Linked DNA regions of Mus musculus: regions 1, 3 and 4 are each linked to region 2. A link is a contact called in public ChIA-PET and HiChIP or PLAC-seq data. All regions are on one chromosome and are shown on one strand. Each heading gives the region's core, a stretch centred on a gene start, on an enhancer-like site or on the middle of the called end of the contact. The rest is flanking DNA. Distances are from core to core; before and after follow the strand shown. Region 1 overlaps Kalrn (kalirin, RhoGEF kinase). Region 2 holds the start of Itgb5 (integrin beta 5). Region 3 holds the start of Heg1 (heart development protein with EGF-like domains 1). Region 4 overlaps Slc12a8 (solute carrier family 12 (potassium/chloride transporters), member 8).

Region 1 (7,062 bases), core at 987-3,486, 170 kb after region 2:
GGTGGGATGACAGGCTGGCTCTTCAAGGATGGGATATCTAGGGCCTGAAATTGTGTGTTGGGAAGAAATTAGGTACCAGCTCAGGACACTCACCGTTCCTAGAACCGAGAGTGGTCATTTCAGTCGCCATCCCTACCCCCACTCAACAGCAGAAAGCACCTCTTCCAGTTTCTTCTGTCGTGGTCTCAATGCTGACATGGTTCAGAGCCAAGTTCCCGACATACATTACCTCTTAGATTTACATGGTGTTCAAAGGGCTATGTGTCAGTGTCTGAAGGCCTGCACACTAGGGACTGTGTAAGCTGCCTGCAGAGAAACCCAGAGCTCAAGAAAGTTAACTGGCCCAAGGTCACACAGCTTCCTCGATCTGGAGTCCAGGTTTCCTGACTCCGGGTCAGATCCACTGGCTTGCTTTGTGTGGCTTCAGTTTGCATCATATTTCAGCCTTGAGAAGGCAAGACTGGTGCAAAGGAGAGTCCCATGGGTTGAGCTGGACAGAACAATACATCCATACAGGGCGACTGGCAGAGGAAGGTCGGCCTTCTCAATTCCCAGAAACTGTGTTTTAGATTAAAACCAAACCTAGAAAGGCTGTGATCTAAGTTGCCACAAGATGATGTGAGAGGGGGGAAAATGGCCAGAAGAACTGAGCAACTGTTTCCCTTTCTTCTCTTCTTCTTTCATCAGTATGTATGTGTATATGTGGTCATGAGCATGTGCTGTGTGCCTGTGTGTGTGTGGAGACCAGAGGTCAGCTCTGAGAGTCTTCCTTGACTATTCTCTGACTCATTTCTGACACAGGGTCTCTCATTGAACTGTGAGCCCACTGATTCAGCTGCCCTGGCCAGCCAGCCAACCTAGGGATCTTGTCTGTCACCTCAGCTTTGGGATTATTGTTGGGATGGATGCCACCACGTCCAACTTTTTACACGGACGCTGGCGATCAAAACGCAGACCCTGGTGCTTTCAGGGCAATCATTTCACTGACTAGACTGAAGGTTGCAGCTTTAAAAATTGTTCTGTGTGCATGTGTTTGCCTGTATACGTGTGTGCATGTGCCAATGCATGCCTGGTGCCCACAGAGGCCAGACGAGGGCATCTGATCCCCTGGAACTGGGGTTTGAATGGTTGTGAGCCACTCTGTAGGTGTTGGGAACCAAACCCAGGTCTTCTGGATGAGCAACAAGTTGTTCTTAACCACTGAGCCATCTCTCCAGCCCTGAGTTACAAATTTTTTGTACTTCAACTCCCTGTCCGAAAAGGTAAAAGAGCCGGGGAGATGGGAACACACAGAAACGAAGGTGCTGATGCCCGCCAATTCCGGGAAGTCTTTCCTGTCGCTGAACTCTGTTCTTCCAACAGGCAGGATGCTTATTTAGGTTATGTCCACTGTAAAGTGGCATGAGAAATCCATAAAAGCAGCTGTTAAAATGCTACTCCTACCCTGATTAGTAAAATCTCCCCAATAGCCTCTTCTTTTCAAGGGTCTAGCCTTGCCACCTTCCAGAGCCCTTCTCCACAATGCAGTCCTCATTAGCTCCCTAAGCCACATCGCTGGCATCTGAAAGAGGGCAAAGCCTGCAGGGGTTGGGAAGTCTTTCTCACTCCGACGGATTGGCCACTGCCAAGAGGGCTACGGAGCTTTATTAAAGACGTTAAAATGCATGTAGTTAATTAGGTTCAACTGAAGAGCTGGGCTGAGAATTCTGATCCTCAGAGATAAAGACCCAAGTCTGGCAGCTGGTTCAGAGTTTCAGCCTCAATGAGTGACGCAGGCAGGTGGAAATGTGGGGCTCAGGAGCTGTGAAAACCCAGGAATGGCCTCCCGAGCTTTTCAGAGGTGATATGGATGTGGGAACCTCCTGGCAGCAGTTACGAGTCCAAAGGGAAATCTAGCCCAGACCAGAGAAGATGTCGGTTTCTTAGAGACAGTCCCTGGCTAGAGGCGATGTTGGGCCTGGGTACTCGGGCCCCAGCTCTAGTCTGGAGTGTCACTTCTAGATATGGGCGTGGCCATGGGACTGAAGGAGCTGGCAGGCAGCCATGTGGCTCTAAGCCCAGAAGAGCTGTTCTCAAGAGACCCCAGTGTTTCATTTTTATCCTCATTTGGAATTTTTTTTTGCATGTAAATTTCTTTCACACATAATGTCCCCATTCAGTCCCTCCCCCCAAGGGTGCAAGGAAAAGCTGGGCTACAGGCATTCATTTTTAAAACAGATCTCCATGTGGTGTGGTGTGGTGTGGTGACAGATGGAGAGACGGAGAGGGGATGCAGGGACCTGGTGCCTATCTTGCTATGGCTGGGGGTATGGCCTGCAGAGATGGGAGTGGATGACGTGTGTGAGAATATCCACAAGTGTTGCTTGACAGGGGAAGGAGGGGCTGTGCCAACAGCCTCCCTTAATGTAAGTGGCTGGTTAAATCTGAGGATCCAGTGTACTGTAGTCTCCTCTTTAAACTGCTTTCAAGGACAGCCTATGTCTTCTTAGAGTACTGTGGAGACTCAAATATATGCCGAGATAGGATACTTCTGGTGTAAAGACCCAGCCAACTGCCCCTTGCAGGAATGCGGTCCCCAGTCGAGAGAAGGTAGAGGGTGCCTTGGTGACGCCAGTCTCACGGAGGCAGATGAGTTCGTTTACAGTGTACTGCAGGAGACGCATGCTGCAAAACATGCTGCAATGCATGCCACGGTGGTTGGTTGGCAGGGCAAGACTGTCACAGTTGGAGTCCAGGCATGGAGCTAAGGTACATAAAGCCGGGTCTTGGGGTCCCAGGAACAGAGGCTGAGTATAGATCGGACTAGCGGGGGCTGCTCCACTCAATGAGAGCATAGACTACGCTTCCAGAAGACAAGGGTGAAGTTGGGGAGCTTTGGGAATAGGTCCCAAACCATCACTTTAGCATTAAGAGGCCTTTCAGAGGAAGCGCAGCCATCTGGGTTCCAACTGGTCTTCAGCATGTATTACCAGGCATTTTCGTCTACCACCTCTGCTGCAATAAAGTTCCATTTTCATGTCATCCATGTTTAACAACTCAATGTTCATTGTCCCACGTGCTTTTTGTCTATGAAGTCACTAAGCCGACATTGGAGATGATGGCTACCATCAGGATAGTGACAGGTTCAGAGGAGCTCATGGACCCTTGATCAGCATGGAATGATTGCCAATGGCGGTCGGGGCAACTGTGCTGGACACCCTGGAGCAATGGGCGGATCCATGCGTCTCCCCTCTAGCGGTTAGGTTAACGGAACTTTCTGCCTACAGGAAGCTTTGAGTCTCAGTTATCATATGCAAAAACTTTCTGTTCATGTAGCAACACACGTGGGGGCTTTCTTCTGCCATCAAGAACCCCCTGATGTCTTTGCTTGGGGAGCCAGTAGCACCTCTGGGAGACTCATTTCCCTCAGTTCACAAAGAGGCTACTCTGCTTTGAATATTAAGAACCTTAAAATGGTTCCCAAGGGTCCATGAGCTCCTCTGAACCTTGAAAGCAGGACTAAGGTAGGCATGTATGTATGTGTGTGTGGTGTGTGTGTATGTGTACATGTGTGTTCTTCTTATCTAAGTAATCTAAGTATAAACATCTGACTAGACCAATTAATTTTCTCAGTGGATGACAACTGGCACATTCCTGTGTATTAACCTCTACTCTGCCAGTGTGGGAATCAGAGCTAGACAAAGTCCCAAGGTGCTTGAGACACAGATGCCTGGCTCCTACACCTGTCTGGTTTCCCTCTACTTGCAGCTGACTCCTTCAGTACATGCCAGCGACATCTATGCACGGGGATAAGGCACCATGGGTGTCTACAACAGACATAGGACAGATGTGGGACCTGTGCATGCTCGTGCCTGTCCTATGAAACGCGAGGAGAGCAGAGTCAGGAATCTCCATCTTCCCCATCTCTAACATGCACTTAGGCTGTGAATGTCCCCACCTCTTCCTTCCACAACAGAGTGCTCTACTGACCCACACCTTGGCTCTGTGGCAGAACCCACACCCCACAGGGGACTGCTTTATTTGGCAGAGCTCCTGTTTTCAACCTCTAACCTCCTGGCTCAGCTCAATTCAGGTGGCTTCTTCAATAGCTGGCTTTCCTCTTCTGAGGCCACATGGTCTCTCAGAAGTTTTTAAGTTGCTTTTGTAATATGGTGGTGGACTTCTTAGAGATTATGCCAAATAAATAATAATATAACAGTAGCAATAATAATGCTACCTCCCTAGGTGAAAACTTTAGGGCTACACATAAGAAAGGGTTTAGGGGAAACCTACTACTGTTATGCTAAATGGACATGGTGTCAAACTGTCTTCTACATATTTAAGTTTGTAGCCATAGATCAGTGCTTTTCTCTTTCTTTCTTTCTTTCTTTCTTTCTTTCTTTCTTTCTTTCTTTCTTTCTTTCTTTCTTTCTTTTTTTCTCCTTTCCTTTCCTTTCCTTTCCTTTCCTTTCCTTTCCTTTCCTTTCCTTTCCTTTCCTTTCCTTTCCTTTCCTTTCCTTTCCTTTCCTTTCCTTTCCTTTCCTTTCCTTTCCTTCCTTCCTTCCTCCTTCCTTCCTTCCTCCTTCCTTCCTTCCTTCCTTTCTTTCTTTCTTTCTTTCTTTTTTTTTTTTTTTGACTGTCCTAAATTGTTTATTGGATATGAATTTTACAAATATCACGTGTATTAGCGGTAACGGTGGAGCTGGAGAGTATTGCGCCTTCTCCAGGCTGCACGGCGGGAACCACCAATAGTGTGGTGGAACTTGTGGCCCTTTCCAAGGCCACGGCTCTTTCGGCCAGCAGATGTCAGCCCACGCATTTCTCTGTGTTTGTGGACTGGTTTGGTGATCCACTGGGTGTCAGGATTTCTTCTGATAGCTTTATGGAACGGATCAATGAGGATAACCTCAAAAAATTTATATGTGGAATCTTCACCAACCCAGTAGGAATTCAGGACTCTCAAAGCCCCACAATGGCGCCCAGCTCTCTCCTCAGCAACAGACTGAAGGCTTCGGGCAAATTTCAGCTGGTTAACACCATGGTGGACAGGCTTGCCGTAAATTGCACCCTTAGGAACTGGGCGTTTACGACCACCACGGCGGACACGAATCCTGTAAATGACATAGCCTTGCTTAGCCTTGTATCCCAGTCTTCGAGCTTTATCAGGCCGGGTGGGGCGGGGAGCCCTGTGCAGCGCAGAGAGCTGGCGGTATTGCCAACAGCGGACCCTCAGAAGAAAGCGCATCACGTCGGACTGCTTCTTCCTCCATAGCTCCTGGATGTACTTGTATGCACCCATCTTGGCTCACCTGATGGCTGCCGCCAGAGGAAAGGAAGAACTCTTTTTTTCTTTCTTTCTTTCTTTCTTTCTTTCTTTCTTTCTTTCTTTCTTTCTTTCTTTCCTTTGAGATTCATTCTCTCTCTCTCTCTCTCTCTCTCTCTCTCTCTCTCTCTCTCTCTCTCTCTCTCTCTCTCTTTGTGTGTATGTATATGTGTGTGCTCTGGATCTCCTGGAACTAGTTCTGTAGACCAGCAGGCTGGCCTTGAACTCTGAGATCCACCTGCCCATGTCTCCCAAGTGCCTGACGGAGACGCTCCTTTCTGCATAGGGCAGTGAGTGGTTAATGTATAGATTCACAAACGGTCAAAGTGCTAAAGATGAGTGACTTCTGAGTGCTCAGTCACACGTGAGATATGCACATTACACATATTGCCCCCACCCCCCATCCCCAGACACTGGGAACACCCTAGAAGAGGGGACAGAGAGAATGCAAGATCTGGAGGATGCAGAGGACTGTTACATCATGAACGCAGAGCTGTAGTTATCCCCACAAGATTGGGCCTGACAAGATTACACTTGGAAGAGGCGAGGCACACATAAGGCCCCATCCCTAGCTGTGGAGCTACTATCATTGCTGGAGTGGGGGCGGGGTTGTCCTCCTTTCTTCAGTGTCGTAGTCACTGATAGGTTATCAGTGAGAAACCCCGATTAAACTCTGAGAGTTCAAGAATAAACCAAACACTATGGGAGGAGGAAGGTGACTTGTTGGGGAGAATGGGGTTTGGAGGGAGAGGGGGAGGTAAGAGCAGTAGGGGGTGTAGATATGATAAAAGTATATTCTATACACATATGGAATAGTCAAGAATACATTTAAAACTAAAGAAATTATTTTGCATTAGAGGAAATCTATAATTTTTAATAAGCTGGTAGGGATGGGACACAGAATTGGAGAAAGACATTTCAGTCTACCTTGAAAGTCTAAATAGCAAGGTGAGCTAGGTCACACTTGCTCTGCCTTTCCAGGGTTTGTGGGTTTGTGTGGTTATAGACTTGGCAATGGATGTTCAAGATGGCAGGACACTACTCCAACTCCTGTACTCACACAAACCTGCAGTATGGAAAAGGTCTACCCCATGTTCCTCCCTCACTGTCTCTAGACCAAGGTTCCTGGAAAGAGGCTGCTAGGTGGGCCTTTTCATATGGTAGCCATAGTCACTGGCCTTGCCTGGGCCCTGAAAGTGGGCAAGAGAATGCCTGAATTAATCTTTTCTTGCTTTGTTCTTAACCAGCTACCATTAACACAGTAACTAGGAGCCAGGTCATCAGAAAAAACACAGAGCATCAAAGGACTGGGAGCCCAGAAGATTGAGAGGAAGAAAAAGGGGCACAGGGGAAGAGGAAAGAGTAGAGAAAACTATAAAGAGAAAAACAAAACAAGACAAAACCCAATGGCTCTTATCCTTCCGATGTGAGCCAACTACCAATTATAGCTGTTTTCTATGAAAAAAATAACGTATTCTATGTTACAAATAATTAAGTTGGATATCTTCTACATAAAGCCAAACCTTCCAAGGAAGAAAACACTAAGAAAGCATTCAAGAGAAAAGCACAAGGTTTTGTTTTTAAAACGATACCACAGTAGAGTTTCCGAGCCAAATAGAGGTGAATTTTAGGTTTTGTTTTGTTTTGCTTTAGTCTAGATGGGACACCCTGAGATGACCTGACATTATAGAAGCACGAGCCACCCTGGATTCTAGTGAGGTCACTGTTAGAGAACACACTGGGAAAAGGCAATCAGTGTA
Region 2 (7,423 bases), core at 1,914-4,413:
GTTTCGCCTGCATATATATCTGTGCACCACATACATGTCGGGCCTGTGGAGGTCAGAAGAGGATGTTGGATTCCCTGGTACTGAGTTACAGTTGCTAACTGCCGTGTCGGTGATGGGAACCAAACCTGGATCCTCTGCAAGAGCAGCACGCGGCCTTAACCACTGGGCCATCTCTCCAGCCCTTTATTCCCACTCCTTTGTTTGTTCCAAAGGAAGGAGAGAGAGAGAGAGAGAGAGAGAGAGAGAGAGAGAGAGAGACATTAGCTTATTTTTATTCTAGTGTAAGGGTATTTTGTTGTCATGTATGTCCCTGTGTGGTATGCATGCAAATGTCTATAGAGTTCAAGAGGCTGTCAGAACCTCAGACAGGTGTGAGCTGCCATGTGAACCGTGATCATCTAGAAGAGAGACCATTTATTTTCGCCACCAACCCCCTAACTAATGGTAAAAAACACATAATGTAAAATTTACCATTGTGGCCATTTTAAGAGGACCATTCTGTGCCAATAATACTATCCATTTCTAGAACTTTCCCATTATTCCAACTTGAAACTCTGTACTCAGAAATAAAATCCCCTTCTCTCCTCCCACCAGCCTGTCAGCCTGTGGTAACATCTGTTTTACCTCCTTCTATCACACTTTTGGTTCTAGACATGTTACACAGTAGAATGTCTGGGCATGACAGCACACCCCTGGAATCTGGAATCTTAACACTCAGGAGGTACAGGCAAGAGAATCAAGAATTCAATGGCATCGTCTTCAGCTACAGAGAGTTCAAGGCCAGCTTGGGCTGGATAAGAGCACCCACACACATCCCACACACACACACAGACACACAGAGAGAGAGGGGGAGGGAGAGAGAGAGGGAGAGAGAGAGAGAGAGAGAGACAGAGGGAGAGAATTATATAATATTTGTTCCCTTGGGTCTATTTCATGTCACACAGGGTGTTTTTAATTTTGTAGTAAGTGTCAGAATTCCATTCCTTTGTTTTGTTTTCTCCTGATTTTGAGACAGGTTCTCTCTGCATAGCTCTGGTTGTCTTGGAATTCATTATGTATACCCCCTAGCCTCAAATTTATAGATCTGCTCCCTAGCGCTGGGATTAAAGGTGTGCCCTCGTACCCAGGTCCGTTTCATTTTAAGATCAAATAGATCATCACGTGTAACTGACACTTTTTATCTGTGAGCACTTAGATGAAGGACTCTTGGGAGGGGGACACAAACCACAAAGCAGAAATTCTGAATTAGAAAAGGCATCAACAAACCAGCTTTAATGCAGCTTAGATTGCTCAGGACTGCTTACAGCAGGTCTGGGCAGGCTGGGGACCCAGAGAACCACCAGATAAGACAGAAGGGGTCTGGTAAGAATTAGGGCAAGTTGGATCACAGCACTTTCCAGGTGCAATTTAGATAAATGGTGGTCCGTGCCAGATGTGGGACAAAGTAGGATATTTCAGCCGCTACAAAGTGCTCATTTTGAGTGCAGAGAAGATGGGATACTATGGGCCCTGAACTCAAAGAATGCATGGCATAGGAAAGCCACCATTGTACTTAAAGCAGTATTTCACCTTCTAGCTCATCCTACACTTTCCTGCCAGACCAAGCAACACTCCAGTTCAAACTCTTTGATCAGCTCCCATAATGTAGTAGCCACCTCTAAGCTGGGATAAGCATAGCCCCAAGGCTATTGCCCTAAGGGCCAGGTAATTCCAAGATCTACCTGGGCTGTTTCTGCAGCATGAATTCTTTTTTTTTTTTTTTTTTCTTTTGGTTTTTTGAGGCAGGGTTTCTCTGTATAGATAGCCCTGACTGTCCTAGAACTCACTTTGTAGACCAGGCTGGCCTCGAACTCAGAAATCTGCCTGCCTTTACCTCCCGAGTGCGCCACCACGCTTGGCATGCAGCATGAATTCTACTGGATAATGGTTAGCAGCAAACATGATTTTTTTTCGAGACAGGGTTTCTCTGTGTAGCCCTAGCTGTCCTGGAACTCACTCTGTAGACCAGGCCGGCCTCGAACTCAGAAATCTGCCTGCCTCTGCCTCCTGAGTGCTGGGATTAAAGGCGTGCACCACCACACCCGGCCAAATATGACTTTTAAGTCATAACAAAGCAATGTAGGACAGAGTACGAATTTGCATATGGTCCAAGGATGAACTTTGAAGTTTGCTCTGGATTGGTTCACTTTTCCCTATGCACACACTACAAACTGGCTCCTGTCAGTGCCACCCAGTTAAGAGTTTGAAAGGTGGACACAACAAAGTTTTTAAGATTCAAACGCCTTAGGTAGGTTTTTGCACCTACACCGCCAAGTCCTGACCTTCTAGCTGCTGCTGCTGCTGCTTCTGCTGCTTCTTCTTCTTCTTCTTCCTCTTCCTCTTCCTCCTCCTCCTTCTTTTTCTTCTTCTTTTATTTATTTATTTTTTCTTTTGGTTTTTTCGAGGCAGGGTTTCTCTGTGTAGCCCTGGCTGTCCTGGAACTCACTCTGTAGACCAGGCTGGCCTCAAACTCAGAAATCTGACTGCCCCTGCCTCCCAAGTGCCGTGTAAAGTCGTGTGCCACCATGCCCAGCTCCAGCTGGTTCTTAATAGGCAAAGGTTAGGCTGCCTTACTTAAATCTGGATTTCAGGGAAAAAGCTAGCAGTCGCTTCCTCCAGTATATTAACCCTTGGTGGCTCAGTTTGCTCACCTAAACAACGGGAGGGATGTTAGCACTTATCACAGTGCCTGCTCACCAGGGTGCCCTCCGCTTCACCTGAACTTCCACGTTCCACGTGTCCTCCCCTGCCCATCCCAAGCGTGGCGTCTGGATTGAATATTCTCGGGCGAGGCCTGGCCTGGCATGCGCTTGTGGCATGACGAAATGGCCTGACAGATCCAAGCCGTAACTGCCCCACGATCCTGAAGTCAAAACTGAGATTGCTTTGGCCCAAGTAATCTCTGCAGGCCTAATGGAGCGCGCCCCGCCCCCTCCCAACTCCAAGACCGGGGAGGGAGACCCTAACTAGAAGTTTCGAACACCCGATCCCCACAAGTGGGTCAGCTGTGACAGCCACCTGGGCAACCCAGGATCTAGGCGTGCTGGCGGGTCCCGGTGCAGGGCGGAGCTGGTCCGGCCCGAGCTCGCCCCGCCCCGTCCCGCCTAGCCGTAAACTGACCGAGTGGCGGCCCGCAGGAGAGGGGGGAGGAGAAAGCAGAGAAGAGTGGGGGCTGGCGGCCGAGGAAAAAGGGAAGGGTCTCCGAGAGTAGACGCGCGGGGGACTCGGCGAGGGTGCGTCCGGAGCAGCGACAACTCCGAGCGTCCCAGCGGGCCAGCGAGGAGGATGGTGGCGGCCGGGCGCGGACCAGCCCGGCCGCGGGCGCCGTGAGCCGGAGCGCAGCGCCCGGCATGCGGCTGCGGTCCCCGGCCTCGGCCCCGCTCCGCCCCCGCCGAGCGCCCCAGCCGAGCGGCGCGCATCATGCCGCGGGTGCCCGCGACCCTCTACGCCTGTCTGCTCGGGCTCTGCGCGCTCGTTCCGCGCCTCGCAGGTAAGCCGCGCCGCCCCGCCGCGCGCTCCTCAACTTTTGCTCGCCCGCGGCCGCTTGCGGGAGCCGAGGGTGCAGTGCACCCCAGGGCGCTCCCAGAAGGGTCGGCGAGGCGCGGGCATCAGATCTGCGTGCGCTGGCGGGTTCCCTCCCGGGCTGAGGAGGAGCCTTCCCTTCCTGTGTAAACAGTGTGCGTCTGGTGGCGGAGCCCGAGGGCGCTGGGGACTTGGGAGGGGAAGCCTCCGGGCCCGGTGCTGGGGCCCTAGCTCTTCGCTCGCCTGCACAAAGCGGCCCTTGTGGCCCGCGGGGAGTGATGTGGGGGCCAAAGTGTGGCGACCGAGTCATCCCGGAGGTCTGTGGATAATGCAACTTTCGAAGTTTGCTCTAAATTGAAAGTTGTCATTACTCTCTGTAAGTCCGAAGTCGCTGCCCCACCTGGTACACCGCCATCTGATACTGTTCGGTACTGTGATTCACAAACACTGTGTCCGGACTGCGGAGGGGCTGCTGGCGCTACCTTAGCCGGATGCACCCTGGCGCTGATGCGGGAGCCCCCAGCTACCTGCGTTCAGTTTTCAGACTTGGGAGTGGCAATTAAGTTTAGGGACCGGACAGTGGTGGCACACGCCTTTAACCCTAGCATGCTACACAATGAGACCCTGTCTTAAAAAAAAAAATCCCTATAGGAAGAATGATAGTTGACGCTCCTACCTCTTCCAAACCTACCCACTCAAAGAGGAGTTTCCGAACTTTCCTCTTCCTGTCGGAAGTAATTGTGTATTGATTAAGAGTGCGCTATTCACTTTCAAGCCCGAGGTACTTGTTTGCCTCTCTGAGCCCAGTGGTTGCCTGGCTGCTTGAGGGGAGAACTCTGTTACCCCTACCCGTCTCATTTACATGAAGGAGGTTGAGGTTTCCATCTGAGAGCAAGGAGGGAGTTGAGGAAACCAAAAAATGTCGCTGAGGCCCCAGTACAAACTTAATAGCGTAGCAAGGCTGCTTTTCTGGGAAAATAAGTAGATCAGTGGGTCCCACCCACCCCTCCCTCAAATCTGGCAACCAGTGTCCACATCTTTCGTGTTCCAAAGAGTCCCCAGGGAAACGCAAAGAGATGTAGCTTGAATCACCATCCTCTGGAATATATCCTTGTCGACTGACCTCACTTCTTTAGGACAGAGTTTTAGTTTGAAGTTATATTCTTTATAACCAAACTAAAACTTTATCTTGTGTGTGTGTGATGGTGTTTTTAACATTTTTGTCAGAATAAACACTCAGCAACCTTACCTTAGTTTCTTTCTTTCTTTCTTTCTTTCTTTCTTTCTTTCTTTCTTTCTTTTTTCTGTTAGCAGTCTTCGAAATTCAACTTTGGGATGGCTCTAGTTTCTTTCCGATTAGCCCTCTGATTCGAATGAAAACTCCAACATTTCCCATTGCAAAAATTTTAATCCTTATTAGTTGAGTTTCCCAAAAACCTGTTTTTATCTTACTTATGTCCCCTCCCCTGACTCTTCCCAGATCCATCTCCCTTCCCTATGACCCCAACTCTGTCCATATTAAAAAAAAAAAGCACAATGGTGCGGTCCTTGATTTGAGCCTTCTCTACTTAGGAAGGGCTACACTCTTAGAGAAAACTTCCCTCCCAGCTACTGTCAATGGTTCTATGGCTGGGTATAATAATAATAATAATAATAATAATAATAATAATAATAATAATAATATATCCCCATCTGGCCTGTAACTCACTATGTAGGCCAGTTGGCCTTGAATTTCCAGAGATCCCTTTACCTGTCCCTCCCACACTTTGGCATTAAAGGAGTGCCCCATCCCTCAGGTGTCCTTCATATTATTAGAATCATTAGGGTTTTTGTTTTTGTTTTTCAAGACAGGGTTTCTCTATATAGCCCTGGCTGTCCTGGACCTCACTTTGTAGACCAGGCTGGTCTCGAACTCAGAAATCTGCCTGCCTCTGCCTCCCGAGTGCTGGGATTAAAGGCGTGCGCCACCACGACCGGCCCTCATTAGTTTTTTTTTTTTTTTTTTATCTGCATGTGATTTCTCCTTTTTGAAAGTTCCGGTGCCTCCGAACAGACTGTTCATTCCCGAGGAGGGCCATTTAGTGTTTTCTCTTGTCTCAGGGTGGGAGTGGCCAGCCTAGGCCCAGGGCTGTTTCATCTTTTGTACCCTATTTTGGAGCCTGAGTGGTTTGCTTTCAGGGTCTTCAGAGTTAGTTCTGTCCACTGTGCTGTGGTCACAGGCTTGTCTTTTACCACCCCTTGCTGCTGCTGCCAGCCCCTAAAGTCAGTAAAATGGAATAAACCTGTTTCCAGCCTCCGGACTAGGCCGCCTCCTTCTCAGGGTGCTAGGTGCTTTGCAAGATCAGAAGGAGTGGCTCGTTTGGGTAATTTGACTTAGCTTCCCAGTGTGGCTGAGTTACCTTCATTTTCCTTCTCCTCTTGTCCCCTCCACCCCCTCCTCTTTCGGTCTTGAAAGATGACAAGACCCTTCTCCAGTTCATTTCTCACTTGCTAACGGGAACATAGTTTGAAAGGAAAATAAAAGTTACCTTAGGAAAGAAATCGTAGTGTGAAGTATGGTGCCCATATGGGGGTTCCTAGACTTGTCAATGAACCCAGCAAGGAACAGGCCCTAAGTTTGAGGGGCTTATTGTAAATAAGCCATTGTAGTGTTGCTCCACCCTTAGCCCCACCAGCCGTCATCTCTTTAATTATTCCAGGCTAGAACCTGACACACAAGCTCCTCTCCTCAAACCAGGGAAGGGCTGCGCTGGGGAGGCCTCCCCATACCCACTTCCGTTCTAAAACAGAGGGAGGAGTCTGGTCTCGCTCCAGCTGCATGGCTGGACTCATGTTTGCTGCTGTCGCTTATTATTTTATAAGCAATCAAATGTTCTTTTAGTGAGTGCCCCGCAAATTAGTATGCTCCGAATACCAAGAGCCCTTTGTTGATTTAGAGAATTCGAATTGGCAGCCCCGGGCCTCCTCACCCCGTCCCTGGCCCACCGTGGCTGTAGGCTGATGCGGGATGGGGGTGGGGCTGGGGCTGGGGCTGCTGGAATTTGGCTGGGTTTGCAGCTCCCTTTAGGTAACCAGGTCCAGACGCCGAAATGCAAAGGGTGGCCTTGGTTCATAGGCTACTGTTTACCTTCTGGGATTTACATTTTAACTTCCCCCGCCTTAGTCAGTGGGGGCTTTTCACGGAGGAGAACGAGGCAGAAGAGGGCAGGGTCTAATTAGTCCTAATTAGTATTCCTCCCCCGCTTGTTCTCCATGCTTATTTAGCTACTGAGGCAACGAAGAATTAAAATATCTAAGTAGTTTGGCAAATCGCCCCTTGTGCCTGCCTGCCCCAGTAACAACTTTTTCTTTTTCAGCTCGGTCATGGAAATATTCTGGGAGGTTTGTGGGGTTTTTTGTTTTTGTTTTTGTTTTTTTATCAGCAATGTGGGGGTAGTTACGCAGTTCTTAAATGATGAGGTGGCTTTCAGAGGGTGTGTGCTGGGGGGCCTGGGGGGGGGTCCCTCGGGTGTTTTCAGTTGGCTGGTCAAGCGCTTTGAAAGACACAGGTATTTACATCACGATTCATAACAGTAGCAAAATTATATTTATGAGGTAGCAATAAAAATAATTTTATGGTTGGGGGGGTCACCACAACATGAGGAGCTGAATTAAAGGGGCGCAGCATTAGGAAGGTTGAGAACCACTGCTTTAAAGGGTCACAGGCCCCCATTTGATTTTGCTTTGATTGGGTGCAGGGTTTGGTCGGCTGGGGGAAGACTCTGGCCCCACGGCCTTAGGGCTTTGGGCTGACTCACCCAGTAGGCGGAGCCCTGCAGCGTGAGGCCAGCTTCACTTGGTCCCTTCAGCAGCTTTGCCAGAG
Region 3 (6,597 bases), core at 2,846-5,345, 150 kb before region 2:
ACTAACTTTCCATCCTCTGGAACCCCTAGTCACCTGAACCCCGGCCATCCCAGGAATGGTCACCACTGGATTCCAGCCTTAGCAATGCTGTCCTATACTGTTACATATGCTCAGGGGTAAAGTGGGCACACTTGACAGACCCCGGTGATCACAGCATTGTGGAGAGGCTGTGGGGCTGGGGAGAGCTCTTCCTGCTTTCACACAGTGACCTCATCGTATCCTCAGACTGACCTGGCGAGGCATCGAAAGATAACGGGGTTTCTTCTCAATGGACAGATGGGGACACTGAAGTCAATAACGATCACTCGACTTGGCTGAGGACTGGGAACAACTTCGGGACAGAACTTGGAGAAAACCCAAGGTCCTCTTCTCCACTGCCCAATGGGCAGAGGGCACAGTGGACTGCAGCTTGTTCTGCTTATTCACTTTGAGGCATAGAATATCTTATGCGAATTATGGGAGATTCAAGTAGCTGGGCCCCGAGGGATCCTCTGATTAGCTACCCTCTTTGTGCAAGGAAAGAAACTTTAATGCTCCCCCTCCCTCTCAGACACCCTGATGCCAGCTGGTGGAGATTGTTAGCAATCTACCCAGGCCTCGCCTCCTCCTCTTTGCCTCTGTGTCTAGGCCACATTTCCCAGCTTCCTTCCCAGTTGGGTGAAACCTATTGTCGTGTTCTCCCTAGTGGAATGTAAGAGGAAGTGAGGCACACCCCTCCCGGCCTGGCTCATCGACGTTTCTCCTGCTTACCTCTCTGTGTTCTTACCTCTGGCTGATTGGAATGCCGAATCCCAAAGCAAAGTTGGAAGCCATATGCTGTGGAACGGTAGAACCAGCGGATTGCACGTCCCTAAAAGACTGAGAAGAGCTGCCTCGCAGACCTTGACTTCTGTGTTGTGAACAAGGAGGAAATATCATGAGGGTTAAACTGCTGAGTATTGGAGTCTTGTTTGTTACTGCAAACCAAGGCACGAAAGCCTCTGTACAAGCTTTGACTCTGCTTAACTTGAGGAGGCAGAGACACATGATTCCCGCAGCCCACCAACTTCCCTGTCAGCTCCTGTGGTGCACCCTCGCTCCTGCCTCTGTAGCCCTAGCTCCTCCAATTTGACCTGAGCTGTTTTCAGTCTAGATCATCAGACTCCCAAGGCCAGATGAGATCTATGAGGGCATCTTACATATCCTCCCGGTTCTAGAGAGAAGTTCTAACTCATCTGAGATGATCAAGACTCTTGTCTGTATTTCCAGGCTCCTGAAGAAGAAGTGACACTACTGTTAGTACCAAACCCTAAAAGGCAGAGACTGTAGGATTGCTGGGAGCCTTCCTCACACACCTGTCTGCCAGAAAGATCCATTTCCCTTCCCATAAAACTATGTCAGTCCCTAATAGCTGTTATGAATATCAAAGCCCCCACACTAGCTGTGGTGGTTTCAATATGCTTGGCCCAGAGTGGTACTATCAGGAGGTGTGGCCTTGTTGGAGGAAGTGTGTCACTGTGGGTGTGGGCAGTGAGACCCTCCTCCTAACCACATGGGATCAGGTCTTTTCCTAGTGGCCCTCAGATGCAGATGTAGAACTCTCAGCATCATCACTGCCTGGATGCTGGCATGCTCCTGCCTTGAACCTGTAACCCAGCCTCAATGAAATGTTGTCCTTTATAAGAGTTGCCTTGGTCATGGTGTCTGTTCACGCAGTAAAACCCTAACTAAGCACCAGTCTCCTGGTCCTTCTCACCTCTCCCTCTACTATATGACCTCCCACACTGTTCTACCACCCCACCCCCACCCACCCCTCCACCTGTTCTTTATAAAGGATGGATTTTCCTACTTTTGCTTCACTCTCTCATCTTCTCTCCCCACTTTTTTTTCTCTGCTCCCAAGAGCTATCCCTGCCCAGAGCTGATTCTCTTCTTGTACTTTCTGTCCCTGAGAGGCAGCCATGGCTACTTTAGACTTCCTGAGTGCCTCTGGTTATTCTTTCATACTTACAACAAACCTTTCTTTCAGATGCACCCATAAAGTGCTCCAGTCTGATGGTTTCACTGGGCCCTGGCTTATGTGTCCTTAAGGCACCTGCTTTAATAGCCTTGCCCCTGAACCTTAAAACACTGGGATAGAACACTTCTTATCAATCATCTAGGACAATGTGTTTTATAGATGAAATAATTAAGGACTAGGTCACAGTTAAAGAAATCAGGGAAAAAAGATTCTAGGAGCAAGCTGGCAGCTGTTTGCAAGTTCCTGACGCAAGTATAGCCTCCCTGATAATCCCTCTTGCTTTGTCCTAGGAGATGGAAAGGTATTAAGACCCAGCAACATCTTTGCAGCCCTTCATCCACCAGTTAGGCTGGCAGTTCCTCTGGAAGTTCAGGTAGAAGGTAGAAAGACAGATCTGTGATACTTAAAGGGAGGGGCAGGAGGCAGGTGTGATGCCCTTGGGCACCGGAGGCAAAGGCAAGATTCCCAAGCGAGCTTTCTGAATACACACGAGAAGCCCAGACAGGCCTTTAAACCCTTAAGCCTTCCTGTTTGCCTGAAAGCATGTCCTGGCCTTTAACTAGTCCTCCTTTCTGTTCAAGGGAGGAAGCTATGGTGACCAGAACCTCAGAGCACAGTGTACTGAGCTTAGCCAGATGGGACTGGGCTGCTGTGTAGTCCTGCTTGTTAACAGGGGAGCTGTGTCAGGAGGTGGGGCCATGCTTGGATTGTTGTTGTTTGAGAAAGAAAGAGGACTGAGCATTTCATGTGAGACCTGAAAAGTTAGGTTTCATTTGTGGTTCTATAAACCCTAACCCAAACCAATTCTCCACTCTTGGCTCATTTGTCTAAGGTAAACTTGTTTATACGGAGCATCCTTTGTGTCCTGCCAAGTGACTCACTTGTACCGAGTCACCAGAAAATGGGTCTAGGCCCATCTACCGATGCGCTGGACGTTATGATCTGATCGTTCCCCTGGAGGCGGGTCATGGAGGCTTGGAGACAGAGAGAGGCAGAGACATGGGGAAAGAGACAAGCCTGTCTCCTGAACATTTGGTAAACAGACAAAGAACCCTAGCACATCTGAGAGCATCCCAAGGGATCTGTGGTTTTCAGTTTGGATGAGATATTGTCTGAATTATTGACAACTCTAAGCTATGAGGTAAGCACGAAGCCACATGGTCATTCAATGAGAAATCCTTTAGTTGTTGGTTCTCTTAGCAACTCTTAAGCAAGTTATTTCCCCCTATTTTGAGCTGCTCATTCTTTACTTACAAAGAAAAGAGATTTGGGTCTTAAAATCTGGACATTGTATCATTTGTCTCCTAGGAAGGGAGGGAATAGGGACACACACAGAATTTTACTTACCAAGCAAATTTATTGACACTCTGTCTTGGAACATCTCCCCTAAAGGTTTCTTTTTAACTTCTGTGTGGGCTGCTTTTTTTTTTTTTTTTTTTTTTATGTTTAATTTGCAAATTGCTGTCCTTTTCCTGGCTATGGGTTTTCCCTTGCCCCAGACTCGGTTCAGTTTTCTCTTCCCTCTGGCCTCTTTGGGTGTCTCAGCAGTGACATCTTTGAAGAACTATGGTGTAAGCCAAAGATAGCGTGGGAAGGAAATCAGGCTTCTGAGCCTTCAAGAAGATGAGGGTTCCCGCCCTGGCTAAAGCAAATCTTCTCACCAATTCTGGGGACCCAAAAGGGCGGCAGTGGGTTGGGGCCTCTTCAGATCCTTAAGGGCAATGCAGGTCCACGTATGGAACAGGGTCTAGGATTCACTTCTCTGTCTTTTGAAAGCTCTCTGTATACTCACTCACCTGATGTCAATTACACCGCCAGAATCTACTTTTCACAGACCTACTGTGTGGCTAAGGAACTGGGAAAGTGCCCCCCACCCCAATTTCATTTCTCCAAAAGCCAAAGCGATACTCCAGGGTGTGGGCCCTGTAACAAAAGTCGCAGGGGGCTCCATGAGTTCACCCGGGGGTTCCGTGAACTCACCCGGGAGACCGAGACCGCCCCCGCCCTCTTCCTGCCCTCTCCCCGCCCCCGGGCCCCCGCGCGGGGCGGGTGATGTCAACCGAGGAGGAGCCGCCCGCCCCGCGACCCGCCCGGGCTGATTGGCGTGTGGCAGCACCAGGGCTGCCTCCGCCCTCCCGCGGCTCCCACAACTTTTGCGGCTGAGAGCGCGCTCGCACCCCGCTCCGCTCGCCGCCGCCCTCGGCCCGGCGCCCGGCATGTGAGCGCGGGCGGCCGCCGCCACCATGGCCACGCCGCGCGCCCCGCGGTGGCCGCCACCGTCGCTGCTGCTGCTGCTGCTGCTACCGCTGCTGCTGCTGCCGCCCGCTGCCCCCGGGGCGCGGGGCTCCCTTCCCTCCCCGGCCCATCGAACACTCCTCCCGGTCGCGGGACCGCTTTCGCCGCCTGGCGCCGGACATACGGCCCCCGGACCCGGCGTCGCGACCCGGCGGGGACGTTCCGGCCGTGTCCCCAGAGGCGTGAGCGCGGGTGAGTGAGAGTCTCCAGCGAGGGTCAGGGGGCGTGGGCGCTTCGCGGCTGCCCCATCCCGGCCGAGGCTCCGTGGACCCTCGTGGGTGGAACCCTGAGGGTGGCCCAGGACGGAGAAACGCTGTCCCTGGCCACTGGAATATAAAATGTTCACATGCATTCCCTCCCTGTGCTTTGGAAGAAAACTCTCTCCTGGATTAGCCCACACCCTTCTCACTTTTACAAAACGAAGACCCCAAAGAGCCTCTCACCTCGTGGGGAGTGGTAACTTCTGGCTGTTGTCCCTCGGTTTCAGCCCCCAACCCCCAGATTTAGAACTGGTCTCTCCTGGTCTAAAGCCTGACTTTCCAGTATAAGTAAATAACGGATTTCGGAGTTTGGAATGCTTCTAGTACTTAGGACTTCATAAAGGACAAAGAGTGCGCTTTAAAACAAAGCTACCCAGTTAACCTTAGGAGCAGGGTTACTTGGGATGGGGCTGGGGGCGCTGCAAGGTCAAACCCCTGGAAGCCACTGACTGGCTCTGGACTGTCCTGGGCCCTTTCCTCCCCCAGCCAGCTGCTTGCTGTGCAGGCAGGCACTGCCTGTCCTGGTCACAGAATGGGGACTCAGCTCCTGTGCCTGCCTCCTTTGTTTCTAGTTCCTTTTTCTGTTGGAAGAAAATGCCACGGCCTGGGTGGGATTCTAATGTAACCCCCACACGACCTTGGCTGTGTCTCATCTTTGGCTCTCAGTTTCCCCATCTGTGGAATGGAGGGGCCCCATTCCTCCCTGCCTCCAAGTGACAAGAGGTGACAAAATGAAAGTAAAAATAGTAGAAAGTGCTGTGAACCAAACCAGCCTAGGTGATGTTAGCCATTTGTCCTCCCGTAAGAGGCAGAGGGCACACATCGGGCTCTGTTGTTGCCACACTGGGACTGCCAAGATTTTGTCCAGTTTCCACTTCTTGTCTGTCTGTCTGTCTGTCTGTCCATCTTACATGTTTTACAAACTTTCTCCCAACTTGCTCATCCTTAGAACATAGAGGTACTACTTCCTAGAATTGAATAAGAGAAACTTTTCTACCCTCATAAAGCCTCATTTGAACCATAATCTCCCCTCCGCAGACTGCCTTAGCCTTGTGAACTTCTGAGTCACTGGTCCAAGACAGGGAAACTGAGGAAGGGTGAATAAAGGGAGGGAAAGCTGTGCTGAAGGTCTTTACAGACATGCTGTGCAGCCCCAACTTCCATAATCTTGATGACTGATTTTCAGAGAAAGGAATTGAGAACTTTGAAGACATTTACTGTTCTAGATACAGTTGTGTGTAAGGAACTGATAACTCAGATGGCCACCTGGGAACCCAAGGCAGGTGCCACTAACTGGTACTCAGGCTGAAGGCTCCATCTTGTGAGGGGCTATGAAGGGAGCAGGGATGCTGGGCTCCAGCTTGAGGCTGGCACAGGAATCTCCTTCCAATGGCAGAGCCTGTTCCAGGCTCACACAGGTGTGAGTGTAGCATCAGGCTATAGTAGCACCTGAGTTAGGGGAGATAAGGTAAGAATAGGGGCCTTATGAGAGCCGGGCCTTCACAGCCATGGTGCTAGAACTGCTCTGTTCTGTTCGTTTGGGGAAAAGCAGGATAGAGGCAAAGGAAGAACCCAGGAAGGAACAAGAATAATCCAGACTTTCTTTTAAGGTTTCCTGATCTCTATTGCTCTAAGGCCCAGTCTGGGGCAGGGGTGTTTAAAAGGTAAAGTTAGAAGAGGTGCACTCTATGACCTGTTGAAACCTTCGAGAAGTTATCAGTGTGGCCGAAGATCTAAGCACTGCCTCTCAGGTTTCTGTTAGTGCCTCAAACGATGTCACATAGGAAAAGGACACAGCAAACAAGCAGCTACAACACAACAACAATCAGCGACCTCAGGGAGCCGGAGTTTTGTAGCAACCTCTTAAAATTTTCCTGGCCCACTTTGATCTCCTCCCGACTCCCCGCTGGCCATTACACACTGCTAGGCCCTCACATCTGCAGAAATCCTTGGTGGTCCTTTTGCAGATATCCAGCCTCCCTGATACCCGGGCAGATGGTCACCCATGCTCTGCATCCACTTTTTTTTTGTTTGTTTGTTTTTT
Region 4 (6,517 bases), core at 3,944-6,443, 250 kb before region 2:
AATATCTCTAAGGTGTGAGTTGATGTTTAAACCATATTTAGGTAAGCGATTCAGTGGGGTTAGCCACAGTCATCACTATATACAGCAGTCACCACCATCGGCTCCTGAAGGTTCCCTCACCTCAAATAGAAAACGAGTCCCCGGGCCCTGAGGAACTGTTCTGCCGTGTCTGGCTCTGAGTTTGTCAGGCTGGATGTTACACAGGAATGGACTCTTAGGACACTTGTCCTTTCACTTGGAGTGATGTTTTTAAAGACCACCTAAGTTGTAGTATGTCCAGTGTTTCATCCCTTTGTGTATGGTGTGAGTGAGTGTGTGTGTGTCTGTCTGTCTGTGTCCATCCATGCATGAGTCCGTGTATGCAGAGGCCAGAGGACAATCTTAGCTGCTGTTCCTCAGGTGTTGTCCACGGTGCTTTCGAGACAGGGTTTCTCACTGGCCTGGAACTCACCAAGTAGGTAAGACTGGCCAAGGAGCCCCAGGGATCTGTTTGCTCATCTCTGTTTCCCCAGTGGCAGGATTATAAGCGTGTGTCCCCACACCCCACTTTTAAGCATATGTGATTAGTGGGGCTGACGGATGACTCGGTGGTTAGAAGCACTGGCCGCTCTGTGTTGGACCTGGGTTTGGTTCCCAGCACTCAGGAGCAACTGTAGTTCCAGATGCAGGAGATCTGATGCCCTCTCTTGGCCTCTGCTGGCACCAGAACTTATATTTTCTCAGCTAGGCTGGAAGCCAGCAAGCCTCTATAACCCTCCTGTCTCCTCACCCTCATTGCTGAGGTTCTAGGCATCTATCTGCAGGGAAACCCAACTTGTGACAGGGATGCCGGAGGAATTTTGTTCTCATGACTGTAGGATAAGTTTTCCTGCCCTCTGAGTAAATTCTTTGGCTCTCTGCCTATTAAAATCTGGATTCTGGAGTGTTGAACTCAGGTCCCCTTGTTTGCCAGGCAAGTAGGTTACCAGCTACGCTTGCTTTCTAGCCACCACTTCATCCCTTTTCATGGCTGAATGATATTCCATTCCCCAAGTACACTACATTTTGTTTATGCCTTCTCCGGTTGTGAACACTTGGCTTGATCCCAAATGTTACTCTTAAGAATATTTTATGTTTTTGCATGTATCATGTGGTGAGACAGTATAGCCATACCAGAAAAATAGCTATCTGGTACATAATGGAAAAATAGTCAAATAGCCCCACAATAACAATACATATGATTGCTGCTACGGGGCCTGTGAGGACACATAGGGCTTGTTGAGTGGAGGCTTAGATTCCCTGGGTCCTGCCCTTACCTGACCAGCTGCCAATCTTGTGATATAGGACTCACTTTTCCTGGGCCTCAGCATCTCCATCTATAAAATGGGTGTCAGGGTAGAGTCCCTGGACCGTTCTCAGGTTCTGTGATGCTGCGCTGTCATCCATGAGATTCACTCTGTCACTGTTGTCTGTTTTCTGTGTTGCTGGGAATTGAACCCAGGGCCTTGTTCATGTTGAACACACGCTTTACCACTGATGTGCATACCCAGCTCCATGCCATGGGATTCTAGGGAGGCTTTCTGATTTGTTTCCTGGTTGGGATTGGCTTGGAGACTTGCGAGGCAGGAGCTGTGTGTTTCAGTGTGTCAGCCTGCTGCACAGCAGGAGTGTATCTCTGAGATGGTCCTGTGCACTACAAGGCCACTTGGCATCCTCAGCCATCTGCCTAGGGAGCATAGCCACATAGAAGTGGGGCAGGGGATGGACTTCTGGGTCAGAATTCCCCAGTGGCATGGAGCTGAGAGTGGGTAGCTAATTGGAGGAGGCTTGGGGTGGGGTGAGGGGTAAAATGGCTTAGAATTCTGTTGGGGAGGTCAGGTCAGAAGTTTAAGCATGGGAAGTGGATGCCAGAGGCAGGGACAGCCAGAAGGAGCAAGTGGTGACTGGGAGGAACCCACAGCTAGGGTGGAGACTTCCTGTCCAGCAGCCCCTTGTCCTGGCAGGAGAGCACATTCCTTTACCCCAGGAGATAAGAGGCCAGCTTTTCCTTTCTCAGGGAATCCTTCAGGCTGAGAGTTACACAGGCCAGGCCTCTGGGGGTGGGGGGTGGGTGGGGGAATCTGGGGCCACAGTGGGTGGGACCTCTCTAGTCCCCAAAGCAGGGCCCTAGTTGCCCCTGGAGCTCCTGGCTCCCTGCCAGGTCTCCCTGCATCCTTGGGATAGTTGTGAAGCCAGCACAGTGTTAGAATCTGCCCTGGGCCCCTCTCTCTGGGATTCCTACCTCACTGAGAAAATGTGCCAGGCTGTTGACAGCTTAAATGTCCAGCTGGGACAGCACTCCACATGGGATCTGGCACAAGCTTGGCTGCCCCAGTAGCTACTGCTTTCCTCTCCTTAAGGTGACGCTTTCTTCTTAGAGCCCAAGTCAGGCTTTGTCCTCATTTCTGGCATTTTTTTTTTAAAGATTTATTTATTTATTTTATGTATACGAATGCAGTGTAGCTGTACAGATGGTTGTGAGCCTTCATGTGGTTGTTGGGAAATTGTATTTTTAGGACCTCTGCTGGCTCCAATCAACCCTGCTCACTCTGGCCCAAAGGGTTATTTATTATTATACATAAATATACTGTAGCTGTCTTCAGACACCCCAGAAGAGGGAGTCAGATCTCATTACGCATGGTGGTGAGCCAACATGTGGTTGCTGGGAATTGAACTCAGAACCTCTGGAAGAGCAGTCAGTACTGAGCCATCTCTCCAGCCCCCAAGTACTTTTAAAAACAGAGGCCATTGGTCATAGAAGGCACAATTTGGCTGTTAGAAGCCATCTTGCAATAGGAAACGTTCAGCTTCCCTTCCACAAGGAAGAATGCTCAGCTCAGAGGAACCAGGCTGCTCTTTCAGAGTGTAGAGGTGGCAAGGGTTCAGTTGCTGGACACTTAGTCACTCCCCCATCAGAGCAGAGCATCTACCCCTCCTCCTCTGGCCCTTCATCCCCTTGGATGCGAGAATGTGTGTATGTGTGTGTGTGTATGTGTGTGTGTGTGTGGGGGGGGGTTGGTGGGGGTGTTACTGCTTCCTGGCAGCCTGTCCCGCTCAGGGTGGAGGCCTTCCCCAGGGACAGAGGAGGCTCCAGGCTGCTTTCCTTGGGTAATCTGGGTGGACCCTGCAGGCCCAGCCCCATTTCACGTTTCCCTTCTGGCCCCTGCTGAATGTCCAGCCCTCTCTTCATGTTTTCTCTCTGGGTGGAGTCTCAGACTTGGAGACCTCATTCACTCCTCCACAACCCCTCCTCGAACGACCAAAGTTACCAGGGATGAGGCTAGAGTGCAGGTTGAGGGCTGCTCCCAGCTCACTGCCCAGAGTTCCCTGGGGCCTCTTTCAAACCTGTCCTATCTCCTCTTTCTTCTCTGCAGGCCCATTAGCTGTACACACTGGATATGGTCTATCCTTTTTAGGATTTTCTTTGAGGCCACCTCTTACTCTGAAGCCAGCCTCGAACTCTTCAAGCACCTGCCTCAGTTTGAGGTCCCCGGCAAGCCCCACCACATCCAGCTCAAAACACTCTTACTGGACACCTCTAATTGTCCTGGGCAGGGGGAATCCATCATATATGGCCTTGGCAGTATCTGGGGTTTCTCTTCGTTTGACTCTTGCGTCTTCTAAATATTCTGCTTCTGTCCTGCACACTAGTGTCCTTCGTGGTTAAAGTGGCTCGGTCTCTGTAAGTTTACGTGTGCATCCTGTGGGGTCTGAAAAAATGATGTTTCTCTGGAGTCATCACCACCTCTGGCTCTTACAATCTGCCCACATCCTCTTCTTCATAGAACTCCTAACCTTGGACGGAGGCGTTTGATAAAGATATCCCATTTAGGACACAGTGTTCCAGAGCCTCTCACTCTCTGGATGGTGTCCAGTTGTGGATCTTCTTGTCGTTGGCTCTCATCTACTGTAGGAAGAGGCTTCTCTGATTGGATGGAGCGATGCTCTGATCTGTGGATATAGCAAGGTGTCATTTTATTGCTATGTTGTTGTTATTGTTTTAGCAGAATAATAGTGTTATGTTTTCGCTAGGGACCATGACCGAGGAAGCCTCAGGTTCTTGAGCATGGTAGCAGTGTCACACACGGGAATGTACCAAACGCCACTCCTAACCAGGAGCTGTTTGTAATTGATTACTTTCTGGGAAAGAAACAACAACAACAACAACAAAACAACAACAACCCAGTTTTCTCCAATGGTGTGTCACTAGGAATATCAGCCACATTCTAGGTAGGCCTCATGCCCAGGAATTATTGGACAACATAAAAGTCTCTGTGGTCTTGGTTTGCGTGTGTGTACTTTTTGTTTTATTGTGGTATTTTTTGTCTTACTGATTTTTTTCTTTATTTTTATCTGTTTTGATTTTGTGGTTTTGTTTGTTTTCCTTATTTTGTTTTTGTGTTTTATTGAGAAAGAGAGAGAGAGAGAGCGAGAGGGAGAGAGAGAGAGAGAGAGAGAGAGAACACAAAGTTGGTTGTGGGGAAGAATTAAGATAGAGAAAAGAATATGATTAAAATATATTGTATGAGAATTAAAAAAAATACAAATTTTAAAAATGGCCCAGTCAAGCAGACCATACCCCTGCCCTTCTTCCCTCTTTTCATCTCTCATTATCTGCACTCAGGAAAACCACAAATCACTGTTGACCCAAAACCGTGGAAGATAAAACCATTCAAGGCCCTAGACAGGTTGTAGCTGCGTTGGTGATGCTGGTTGTCATCTGCTGGTTCCCAGTGGCAGGGCAGGAGCTTCGGGGCAGTCTTATGCCTGGACTAGATCTCACACCCAATGCCCAGGCAAGAGGAACCCAGCTGGGATCTCTCCCCAGGCCATGCCTCCCTGTGATCAGGATCCCAGAGTGGGGCAGATGATAATGCTAAAGCCCAGGCTGACAGGGTCCCTGCTGCTAAGCGCCTCTTGCCCCTTGTTGCCGCTGTGAGATGGGCACTCTTTGAACACTCCTTTTCCTCACCCCTCTGTCAGGCTATTTTAGATGTGCCCGAGTCTCTGTCCCCAGAGGATGACAGGTAGTGTGACACTGGGCTCTCATGGATGTCAGTCCAACTCCACATCTGAGGGGGTTGGGGCGGGGGCTTAGGACCGGCCATACGCTGCTGGAGGCTCGAGTAGTACTTCCGGCAGTGACTGTACTGTATTTCCTTCTTCTTTGAGGATCTCAGCGTGCTGAGCCCTGGTGGCCTTCCCTTCCCCTGCCAGTGTCCCTCGCGCCCCTCCCTTCGGGGCTGTTTTGGTGCCTGTGTTTTCCCAGAACCTCGGCCTCTCCTTTCCTTTTCCTTGCATAGTGACTCTTCCTGTGATCTCTCAGGCCCCACCCTCCCTCAGTCTGGGGGGCGCCGCTGCCTCCCTTCCTCTCTCCAAGCCCTTCCTCCACTCTTTCTATTCCTGGTTGGACCAGACTCTCTCATTGTCCCTTCCCAGGAAAGGCTTGTCTGGCTGGTCCCTGGTCCCTGGTCACCGGTAACTGATTGCAGGGTGGGGGACCTGAGCTCAGAAGAAAGCGGGTGATGCGGGAAGCTCCGCCCGCAGCCCGCAGCCCACAACCCACAGCAGCAACACCAGCAACGTTTTTAGAAGCCTCATTTTCTAAGTTAGTCCACAGTCACAACGGGACTCCCTCACCAAGGGCTCAGCTGCCCGTACTCAGTTCACCAGGGTTTGTGTGTGTAGCGGGCTGGGTGAGTACTTACACTACAGATGCCACAGGGTGTTTCCCAGCAGCCACCGCGTGGCTAGGTCTGTGAGCCTGGGCAACTGGTACCCAAACCCAGATCAACGATTCTTACATCACCGCTAAAGGCATTTACCACGGGAAGAGGAGACCTTCCGTCTGCACCCCCCTGAGGAGGTAACACTAAGCCCCCAAGAACTACAGCCTACTGACAACTTCAGGGGAGTGACCGGAATCTGGGGAGAAGTTAGGTCTTTCTACACACAGGCCTGCAAGGGCATCCCTCTGCCTCTTCCTGCCTGGGCCTGTGAGGATTTGTTTCTCCCACCCCTCCCCCATTCTGCTTTTGGTCTTTAAAAGTACACAGCACAGAGGGGCCCTGGAGTATTTTTACTCGGTGGATTCAGAAGCAGATGTTCAGGTCAAGCCCAGGCGCATTCACAGGCAGCAGCTGCAGGCTCTCAGCATCCCAGGCACTTAGGCTTGGAGATGGCAGCTGACAGGACCCAGTTTTTGCAGCAAGCAGTTACCATTTGGGTGTCAGGAAGCAAGCTTTGTTTGGGGGTGTAGCTCAAGGCTAGGGCACTTGCCTCGAACCCTAGACCTGCAAAAACAGAAGCCCCAAACATAGTGCATGGGGAGTCTTGAATGCAGACAGACCTGGAATCCCAGCAGGGTTGGCTATCCTCTCAGCTGGGCCTCTATCAACCCTACTCGGTGCCTCTGACCTGTGGTGCTCCACAGGACATGCCTGCCTTTCCCAGATGAAGTCTGCCCGAGGGAGACACCGGTTTCTGAAGCTGAAGAGGA

The links. ChIA-PET counts read pairs in DNA pulled down with a chosen protein or histone mark. HiChIP or PLAC-seq counts read pairs in DNA pulled down with a chosen protein or histone mark.
Region 1: a contact with region 2 is called in an H3K4me3 HiChIP or PLAC-seq map of embryonic basal ganglia, with 2.0 times the contacts expected there. The contact joins the enhancer-like site here to the promoter of Itgb5 in region 2. A contact is called at or near these places in 6 of 15 datasets of contacts at CTCF or cohesin (CD8 T cells, the G1E-ER4 cell line, the NIH/3T3 cell line and 2 more), 50 of 484 Hi-C or Micro-C datasets (the C10 cell line, the C2C12 cell line, CD8 T cells and 36 more), 19 of 115 datasets of contacts at active chromatin or transcription factors (bone marrow-derived dendritic cells, bone marrow-derived macrophages, craniofacial prominence and 12 more) and 2 of 9 other capture datasets (embryonic stem cells and liver).
Region 3: a contact with region 2 is called in an RNA polymerase II ChIA-PET map of memory CD8 T cells, with 91 read pairs. The contact joins the promoter of Heg1 here to the promoter of Itgb5 in region 2. A contact is called at or near these places in 3 of 39 promoter capture datasets (hematopoietic stem and progenitor cells, macrophages and pre-B cells), 2 of 484 Hi-C or Micro-C datasets (CD8 central memory T cells and the G1E-ER4 cell line), 2 of 115 datasets of contacts at active chromatin or transcription factors (memory CD8 T cells and pancreatic cancer cells) and 1 of 9 other capture datasets (liver).
Region 4: a contact with region 2 is called in an RNA polymerase II ChIA-PET map of memory CD8 T cells, with 9 read pairs. The contact joins the enhancer-like site here to the promoter of Itgb5 in region 2. A contact is called at or near these places in 1 of 15 datasets of contacts at CTCF or cohesin (large pre-B cells), 2 of 115 datasets of contacts at active chromatin or transcription factors (memory CD8 T cells and pancreatic cancer cells) and 1 of 9 other capture datasets (embryonic stem cells).

What each region holds. Positions count from the first base shown.
Region 1 is chr16:34,002,180-34,009,241 of GRCm38.p6, forward strand. All of the region lies in intron 51 of Kalrn (kalirin, RhoGEF kinase), which reads right to left. Among named protein-coding and RNA genes, the nearest start is that of Umps, 39 kb to the left of the region's middle. Within about 2 kb of position 2,237, at least 45 of the 459 cell types and tissues checked have an H3K27ac peak or open chromatin away from gene starts, as enhancers often do. A contact at or near this core is called in Sertoli cells, cerebellum, embryonic basal ganglia and 3 more, where this site is marked.
Region 2 is chr16:33,826,502-33,833,924 of GRCm38.p6, forward strand. It overlaps Itgb5 (integrin beta 5), which reads left to right and starts at 3,164. Exons shown (of 15, transcript NM_001145884.1): 1 at 3,164-3,529. The coding sequence starts at 3,460.
Region 3 is chr16:33,680,371-33,686,967 of GRCm38.p6, forward strand. It overlaps Heg1 (heart development protein with EGF-like domains 1), which reads left to right and starts at 4,096. Exons shown (of 15, transcript NM_175256.5): 1 at 4,096-4,485. The coding sequence starts at 4,242.
Region 4 is chr16:33,578,873-33,585,389 of GRCm38.p6, forward strand. All of the region lies in intron 4 of Slc12a8 (solute carrier family 12 (potassium/chloride transporters), member 8), which reads left to right. Among named protein-coding and RNA genes, the nearest start is that of Slc12a8, 64 kb to the left of the region's middle. Within about 2 kb of position 5,194, at least 146 of the 459 cell types and tissues checked have an H3K27ac peak or open chromatin away from gene starts, as enhancers often do. A contact at or near this core is called in embryonic stem cells and memory CD8 T cells, where this site is marked.